Linked DNA regions of Sus scrofa: regions 1 and 3 are each linked to region 2. The links are chromatin contacts, called in public Hi-C maps. All regions are on one chromosome and are shown on one strand. The core of a region is the stretch at or near the end of the contact, and the rest is flanking DNA. Distances in the headings are between cores, read along the strand shown.

Region 1 (2,700 bases), core at 50-2,549, 110 kb after region 2:
TGCTCAAGCTTTTCCATATCAAAGTTTTAAATTTTTACATAATGAAATCTGACTTTTCCTTTGTGACTTGAGTTCCCTTATCTTCTTAACAAGGTTTCTCTCATCCTAGGACAATTTTTTCAATACTCCTATTTTTTTTAGGATTTTAAATATTTACATTTTTACTCGTTTATAGTTTGTGAAGGGACATCATATATTTCTCAAGCTCTTTAATCTTCCTTGATGTAGATGGATTCAGAAGTGTCCTAGGCAAGCAATTTCTTTAAAATGAAGATGACTTCTGTTCCTGTGAAAGCCTGCCTGATCCAGTTCTTTATTTTTTTGAAAGCACTTTGTTTGCAGAGTATATGCTTATAAACAAAGTTGAATATCACAAATGTCATAATATCATTTATATGTGGAATCTAAAAAAAAAATGATATAAATGAACTTATTTACAAAACCGAAACAGATTCACAGACTTTTAAAACAAACTTATGGTTACCAGAGAAGAAAGGTTGGAGGAGGGATAAATTAGGAGTTTGGGATTAACATATACACAATATTCTTTATAAAACAGATAACTGACAAGGACCTGCTGTATAGCACAGGGAACTGTACTCAATATTCTGTAATAATTTATGTGGGGAAAAGAAGGGATATAGGTATAACTGAATCACTTTGCTATACACCTGAAACACATTGTAAATCAACTATGCTCCAATAAAAATTTTTAAAAAGTTGTCTACACAAGCACAGTCTCTTAAGTAGACGTTTTAATAAATCCTAAGATGCTGCAGTACACTGACCAAGAAAACAATTTGATCCCTAAAGCCCTCTCCAATCTATGCTCAGTGAAAACAGCAAACAAAAGGCCTGAGTAGAAAACCTAGTTCTTCAAAGCAGGTAAAACTCCTGTTTACTCCTTCCAGAAGAGAAAGAGTTTTCAGATCATAAAAGACAGAATTGCCCGGGTGCAAGACAGAACAACTGTGATAAGGCTTTACTTCCTAAAAGTCTAAATTACGAACAGTGGAACAGTTCTGAAAATGAACAAAAAGGAAAGCAATAGCTTTGAGGCAAAGAATCACATCAGTCTGGCAAAATCGAAGATTCTTAATTTTTAAAACGCTGCCTAACCTTTTATTATCTGTGACAACACATCAAGTGAGCAGCAGTACAAAGGATGCCTGTGATTTAGAAATGCCACGCTTGAGCCAACTACAGTTGCCCGCGTGCGTAGCATGAAGGCGTGACCAAAAAAGACTGGGGAACAGAGGGCTTTATCTGCATCACAAGACACTCTCCGTTTTCTATACACGAATGTTTGCTGAAATAAGTCCTCTCCGCTCGCGCTACCGGGGGCAGGACCGAAACATCACAGGTGTTGTCGCGGGCAGGTGGAGCCACAGGAAGATTTCACGTTGGGGATCGCAGGGCGCAGGTGCCCAGGCAAACCGCTGGTCAAAATGACTGGGATCTGACTTACGGCAAAAGAAGTAGGCCTGGGATTGAGACTACGCTCCAGTCCGAAGTGCACTGCATTCTAGTTGAGGCCAACTTCGGGCCTCCTCCTGAGATGAGAGTGCACTCGTCAGGGGTTTAGTTACGTAGAGCAGCCTCTCATCCCCGTACGGGGCTTCCCCTGCAGACCCTCCAATGACCCTTCCCACCCCCGCCTGGTAGGCGCTCTGATTGCAGCCGGTCGCCATTCATCAACCGGTTCACACCGGCGGCCGCCGCCGCGCTGTGACGTCGGCGAGGCGGGCCTCCGCCCCCGCTCGTCGGCGCTAGGATTGAGGCCCGACTGCGATTGGCCGCCTGGGCGTTCACGTCACTCTTGCTATAAATAAGAGGGCTTGTGACGCAAGGGCGCCTCGGCGCACGTATTGGCTCATTGGGCTGCGGGCCGGCGAGGCTGCGCGCTCTCCCCGGAGCCGCTCGCTGCAGGATCGAGTCCACTGCCCTCGCTGCCTCCAGCGAAGCCGCCGCTAGCCCGCGAGGACCACCGCCACCCCTGCCCTACCGCTGCCGCCTGTGTCGCCGCCGCCTCGGGACCGGCTGTATGATTAAGCCACAATCTTCAATGAGTAGACATATTCCTGTGAGTACCCGTACCCCGTGCCGCCGCCTTTGTTCGGAGCCTGGCTCCGCCCGGGTCCCGCTGGTACTGGCGGGCGAGCGCTGAGGGCCAAGCCCGGGGCGCCGGGCTGCGCGGTGGCACGGGAGCCGCTTTGTGACCACCACCTCGCTCCGGCACCCGGCGGCGCCCCAAGGCCCCTTTGTCTGCCGCAGGGCCCGGGAGCGGGGACGTGGCCCGGGTGGGGCGCGGGTTGCGCGTCACTGCAGCGGGCGCGCCCCCAGACCCTGCGGGCGGGTGGGCGAGGCGGCTGCTCGCGGGCTGGGCCGGACTCCTTCGCGGAGCCGGCGGGATTGGGCCTGTGCGGCCACCCAGGGCCCCGCGGCTGCGGCCGGCGCTCGGACAAAATGGCCTCGGCGCCGGACTGAAGACGCGGCGCGAACCCGTGACCCGGGCCCGCGCGGCCCCACCAGGTGAGCGGCCCGCCCCGCCCCACCGGCTCCGGACAATGGGAGCAAGTCCGGGCTCGTCCCTGCTCCGGGGCGGGGCAGGAGGGAAGCGGCCTGGGTCTGAGCCTGGGGAAGCTTCCGGGCCGCACTGCGCGAAGCCAAGGGGGCCCGGTGCCGCCTTTTAATCCGGCA
Region 2 (2,700 bases), core at 173-2,672:
TGTCCCACTGAGGAACCCATTACAGGGGACAGTGGGGCATGAACTTGCTCTTGCTCCTTAAAAACAGGCAGGAAGCCCTGGCAGATACATGTCACAGATCCCTGGCAACACAGATTCAGGAGGAATCATCTGGGTTTTACTGCTGGAGCTCAAATTTGTAAAAAAAAAAAAAACCTGTCTTTCTCTCTTGTCTCACATTCTCTCTCTCTCTCTCGTGTTTTAAATATCAAGTAAAAATTATCAAATTCATGCACCATAAATGTAGATCATAATGAACCTACACAGTGGATGTCTAGGCCTTGAAATCTGTATTTTAACACACAAACAGGAAATTTCTATACACTTTGAAGCTCAAATAACTCTGTCCCAGAAAATATGTGTCTCCTTTGGAAAACAACAGAAAAAAAAAAAACAAAAACCTTTGTCTTAACGGATAGAAGGTCATGTGGAGAAGAAAATTTGGGTATGGATTTGTTTAAAACACTGTAAGAATAGTTTTTCATGTAGACAGGAGCATCTATATACACTGCGAAGTAATTGTATCTATTTACTTATAGTTGTGGTATAACAAAGATCTTTCCAGATTATGAATCAAAAATTTTGTTTTTCTCACAGATCACTTTAGGCTTATCAGTTTACCTCTCTTCTTGGAACTCATGGTAGCTTAATAAAATAACATTTAAATGTGCTTTCAGTGGTAATAAAACAACTGGAGCACACTCAGGGAAAACACTCAGAGGAGTGATTTTGTATGACAAGGTTTGTCATATTTTGGGAATCATGGGATATAATACTTGTGCCATTAATAATGTACTTGGACTAGCTAGTTTATTAATAAGCTGTGACTCTCACTTAAGAACCATATTGCCCTGCAAATGCATTCGAAGCTTAAAAAGTGTTAGTTGGGTTTTATGGCTATAATTGAAAGATAGACAAGCCAAAATTTTCAGAATTAGAGGATGGCCTCTGTATCTGGTCAATTACAGCAGTTAGATGGGTAGTTATGACGAGAAACTTGAATATAAATCATCATTAAAAGTTAGGTTATGACATCATCACCTGAGTAGGAAGAATATAGTATGTTGGGAGCATTCCACGCTTTAATGGGAAAAACCAGTAAAAACAATTAAGACATAAAAATTATGATTTTCAGAGTTCCCGTTTGTGGTGCAGCAGAAATGAATCCAACCAGTTTCCATAAAGATTCGGGCTTTGATCTCTGGCCTCGCTCAGTGGGTTAAGGATCCGTCTTTTCCATGAGCTGTGGTGTAGGTCACAGACGTGGCTCGGATCTGGCATTGCTGTGGCTGTGCTGAAGACCGGCAGGTGCAGTTCCAATTCAGCCCCTAGCTTGGGAACCTCCATATGCCACAGGTGTGGCCCTTTAAAAAAAAGAAAAATAGCAGCTTATCTCTGTTGTTTGAACTGAGGTCATTTGAACATTGTGTATAACTGCAATCATGCTGAACTAAAAACAGTCTTGGTGGGAGGGAGCAAATGCTAAAAATATATATAAATCCCGGATGAAATTGCTATGAGGAAAATTTGAACTGAGTTTCCTTTCCACAATTTATATGAGAACATTAATTTCGCCCAACTTTCTTGAACATTGAACATTCCCCAGTTTGTAAAATTTGTAATTATGAATTCATGTGCTATCTTCTCCTTTTGCCTTCTACTTTTGCCAAAAATTTGCCTTTTGCTTACCTGGCCATATAGAAAGTTTTCATAGTTATGAATTATTTCAAAAATTTCTTAATAAATGACAAAATGCCAAAAAAATCACAGATCATAAATGCACAAAGCATTGGTTATTCACAAAGTGACCATACTTATGGAAACAGCACTAAGATCAAGAAACTGAATCTTACCTAAACCTCAGGAATTTTCTATTTACTTGACCAGTTACTACACCATCCCTCAACGGTATGCTCTCCTCCTAAAGCAATAAATTAACTTTACCTATTTTTCAATCTTATGTAAAAAATCATGCAATAAGAGCCTGGCTGGTTGTCCACTCAATAGTATGTTTCTGGGATTCAGTATGTTTTCCATGTAGTTGTAATCATACATTCTTACTGCTATATATTGTTTTCTTATATGAAATACCACAATTTACTTATTTTATTCTAACTGGACAGTGAGTTGTTTCCATGTGTTGGCTGATATGGATGACGTTGCCTTGAAATGTTTATTATTGTAAATATACTACTAATTTTACGCTTTTAAATTTCTTCTACTGCTTTTATGCTTTACAAATTTTTCTTCATTTGGGAATTATAAACAGATTCACCTCTATTTTTCTAGATATTCAAAATTATTTCATCTTAAATGTTTAACTGTTAAATACATGTGGAAGTATTTTAGTGAGTGATATGTCACAGGTACAACTATTTTTTTTATCCAGATAGTTAAACGTTTAAGCCATTAGATGATCAAGTCATCTTTGAACTTTGATCTTTTTTGTAAGTTTTGTGGCCTGGTAAATTATTAATTGATGCCTGTGTTTACATCTGATTTCTCTATTTCAACATTCACATCGATTTTAAAACAAAGAATTAAAGTTTAGTTAGAGGAGTGAAAGGAATTTTAATCTTTATTTAATCATAAATTTAATTGTAGATAAAGAATAAATACACACAGAGAAAATTCTCTCAAGACATTTATAATTTATGTGGCATGCTTTCAGTCTTTCTTTTT
Region 3 (2,700 bases), core at 142-2,641, 74 kb after region 2:
TGGAATATATATGATCTATTGTAATAGCACTTCTAAAAAGTACTGATACATTTACAGAGGTTCCTTAAGATGTTGAAAGTTTTAAGCCACAGAGCAACATGAAGTTGTGACATTGGTTAAAAATTGGCAATTACTTCTTTGTTAATTTATTCATTCACATTCACATGTTCTCCCTTAGTGCTAGGAAAGCAAAGAGCTAGGCAGGCATAAGGAAGATTTAAAACCCTCATAAGCTAAGCTAAGCAGAGACCAAGAACCTGAATAAAAACTGAAGCTTAAAAAAATAAAAAAGAACAAATAATGCTTCGTGGAATGGAAGGGAGGGAGGAAGGAAGGAAAGAAGGAAGGAAGACCTAGTTTATAATATGTTGTATGATTTAGATTTTTTTTTTTTTTTTTTTTTGTCTTTTGTCTTTTGTTGTTGTTGTTGTTGTTGTTGTTGTTGTTGTTGCTGCTACTTCTTGGGCCGCTCCCGCGGCATATGGAGGTTCCCAGGCTAGGGGTTGAATCGGAGCTGTAGCCACCGGCCTATGCCAGAGCCACAGCAAACGCAGGATCCGAGCCGCGTCTGCAACCTTCACCACAGCTCACGGCAACGCCGGATCGTTAACCCACTGAGCAAGGGCAGGGACCGAACCCGCAACCTCATGGTTCCTAGTCGGATTCGTTAACCACTGCGCCACGACGGGAACTCCTGATTTAGATTTTTACTCAAGTAAGATATTAGAGAATCAGGTTCAGGTTAATAATCCAAATGTAATAATGTTCAAATAACTTAGAAGTAGTATGATCTGATTTATTCTAATATGTGCTGTCTGATTTAAAAATATATTTTTGATGGAAAAATCCATCCTAATACAGTTGTTTTTTTCTATAGTAAATTATTCTTTATTGCCCCAATTGAAAACTTTAATTATTCCCTTGTTTGAAATATAAACTATCAATAGAATAGCAAAGATTTTTTTTTTTTTTTTTTTTTTTTTTTTTTGTCTTTTAGGGCTGCACCTGCTGCATATGGAGATTTCCAGGCTAGGGATCTAATTGGAGCTGTAGCCTCTGGCCTATGCCACAGCCACAGCCACACCAGATCCAAGCCGCGTCTATGACCTGTATCACAGCTCACGGCAACGTCAGATCCTTAGCCCTCTGAGCAAGGCCAGGGATCAAACCCTCACCCTCATGGATGCCAGTCAGATTTGTTTCCACTGAGCCATGACGGGAACTCCAAAAAGCATATTTTAATGAAGTTTAAACTTGTTGCAACCCCAAACAAGTAGAAGACTGGAAATAAGACTTTAATCTATCAGCCAGGCAATTTTCTAACCTGTCACTAAATTCTGCGAATCCTCCTTTCCAAAAGGTCAGCAGAAGTGAAGGCTTCATTGCACAAGTTGATACCAGTGCTATGCTCTTTGCCAAGAATGCTTGGTAAAATAAAGGATTCCATTGTTTCAACAGTTTGACCTAGCAACTTAGTCAGAAAGGTTTTCTTTATACTAATTTAGTGGAAGAAACAGAATAGTCAAATAACTGTTTTAAGGTAGAAACACTTCAAAGTAGTACTTAAGAGCTCTGAAGTTTGATAGACCTGGATTTGAATCTTGGCTCTACCAGTTATGAGATCTTAGTAAGTCAATATAACTTCTCTATGACTCAATTTCTCCATTTGTAAGATTGAGGATAATAATAGCTCAAACAGAATCTGCTGACCATCTCTCAATATCCATTCTCCCCTTTTTCCTTGGCAATAGAATCTTAATTTTCAGCTAGGCATACAAATGACTGAAAAATAACCTTTTACAATTAGGTGTGGTCATCTAATTTCGGGGATATATGAGGAAATGGTATGTGCAACTTCTGGGAAGTGTCTTTAAAGAAAAGGGGCGTGACCTCTTCATCCTTCCTTCCTCCTACAGCTGGAATATGGACATAATGGCAAGAGCTCTAACAGCCTCCTTTGTCCATGAGGTAACCTTGGGAAAGGAAGCTACCTGTGTCAGAAGTATAAGACAGGGAAGAGATTGAGCCATTGGCACCACTGTCATATCAACCTGGACTGACAACTTCTACAGACGTATCTCAGAGAAACCTGAGGTTCTGTTCCATAACACTGCAATAAAGCAAATATCACAATAAAGTGAGTCACAAAATTTTTGTTTGTTTGTTTCCCAATGCATATAAAAGTTATGTTTGGAGTTTCTACTGTGGTGTCACAGGATCAGTGGTGTCTCTGCAGTCCTGGGACATAGGTTCTGTCCTGTCATACATCTGTTCAGTTGTTTTCTTTTTTTTAAGGTCGCGGCCTCGGCATATGAAAGTTCCCAGGCTAGGGGTCCAGTAAGAAGGCAGCTGCCAACCTACACCACAGCTCAGGGCAACGGCGGATCCTTAACCCCCTGAGAGGGGCCAGGGATTGAACCTGCGAGCTCGTGGATGCTAGCCAGGTTTATCTGCTGAGCCACAACGGGGACTCCCTGTTCAGTAGTTTTCATTGCTAAGTGAGTTCAGGTCAGGTCAGATTTTGAATTTCTAAAAATACTTCCTCTCGCTTTCTGCGCTTGGATCAAGTTTATGGAGACATGGCTAAATGCACCAAGAAGGTCAGAATCATGGGTAAATATAGGACACATTACGGTGCCTCCCTCAGGAAAATGGAAGTCAGCACGCTGAGTACACCCGACCCTTCAGTGGCAAAACCAA

The links. A called contact is a pair of places that touch in the nucleus more often than the background predicts.
Region 1: a contact with region 2 is called in a Hi-C map of liver, with 5 times the contacts expected there. The contact joins the promoter of PTP4A1 here to the enhancer-like site in region 2. A contact is called at or near these places in 2 of 5 promoter capture datasets (fetal liver and liver) and 6 of 47 Hi-C or Micro-C datasets (embryonic fibroblasts, fetal liver, heart right ventricle and 2 more).
Region 3: a contact with region 2 is called in a Hi-C map of liver, with 14 times the contacts expected there. The contact joins two enhancer-like sites. A contact is called at or near these places in 4 of 47 Hi-C or Micro-C datasets (heart right ventricle and liver).

The regions. Positions count from the first base shown.
Region 1 is chr1:45,168,614-45,171,313 of Sscrofa11.1, forward strand. PTP4A1 (protein tyrosine phosphatase type IVA 1) reads left to right here and starts at 1,300. Exons shown (of 6, transcript XM_003121246.4): 1 at 1,300-2,083.
Region 2 is chr1:45,060,724-45,063,423 of Sscrofa11.1, forward strand. It overlaps LOC102160776 (a long non-coding RNA gene), which reads right to left. Exons shown (of 5, transcript XR_002343268.1): 5 at 2,570-2,700. Among named protein-coding and RNA genes, the nearest start is that of RSPH4A, 57 kb to the left of the region's middle. Within about 2 kb of position 1,423, at least 5 of the 83 cell types and tissues checked have an H3K27ac peak or open chromatin away from gene starts, as enhancers often do. A contact at or near this core is called in fetal liver and liver, where this site is marked.
Region 3 is chr1:45,134,915-45,137,614 of Sscrofa11.1, forward strand. No RefSeq gene overlaps it. Among named protein-coding and RNA genes, the nearest start is that of PTP4A1, 34 kb to the right of the region's middle. Within about 2 kb of position 1,392, at least 2 of the 83 cell types and tissues checked have an H3K27ac peak or open chromatin away from gene starts, as enhancers often do. A contact at or near this core is called in liver, where this site is marked.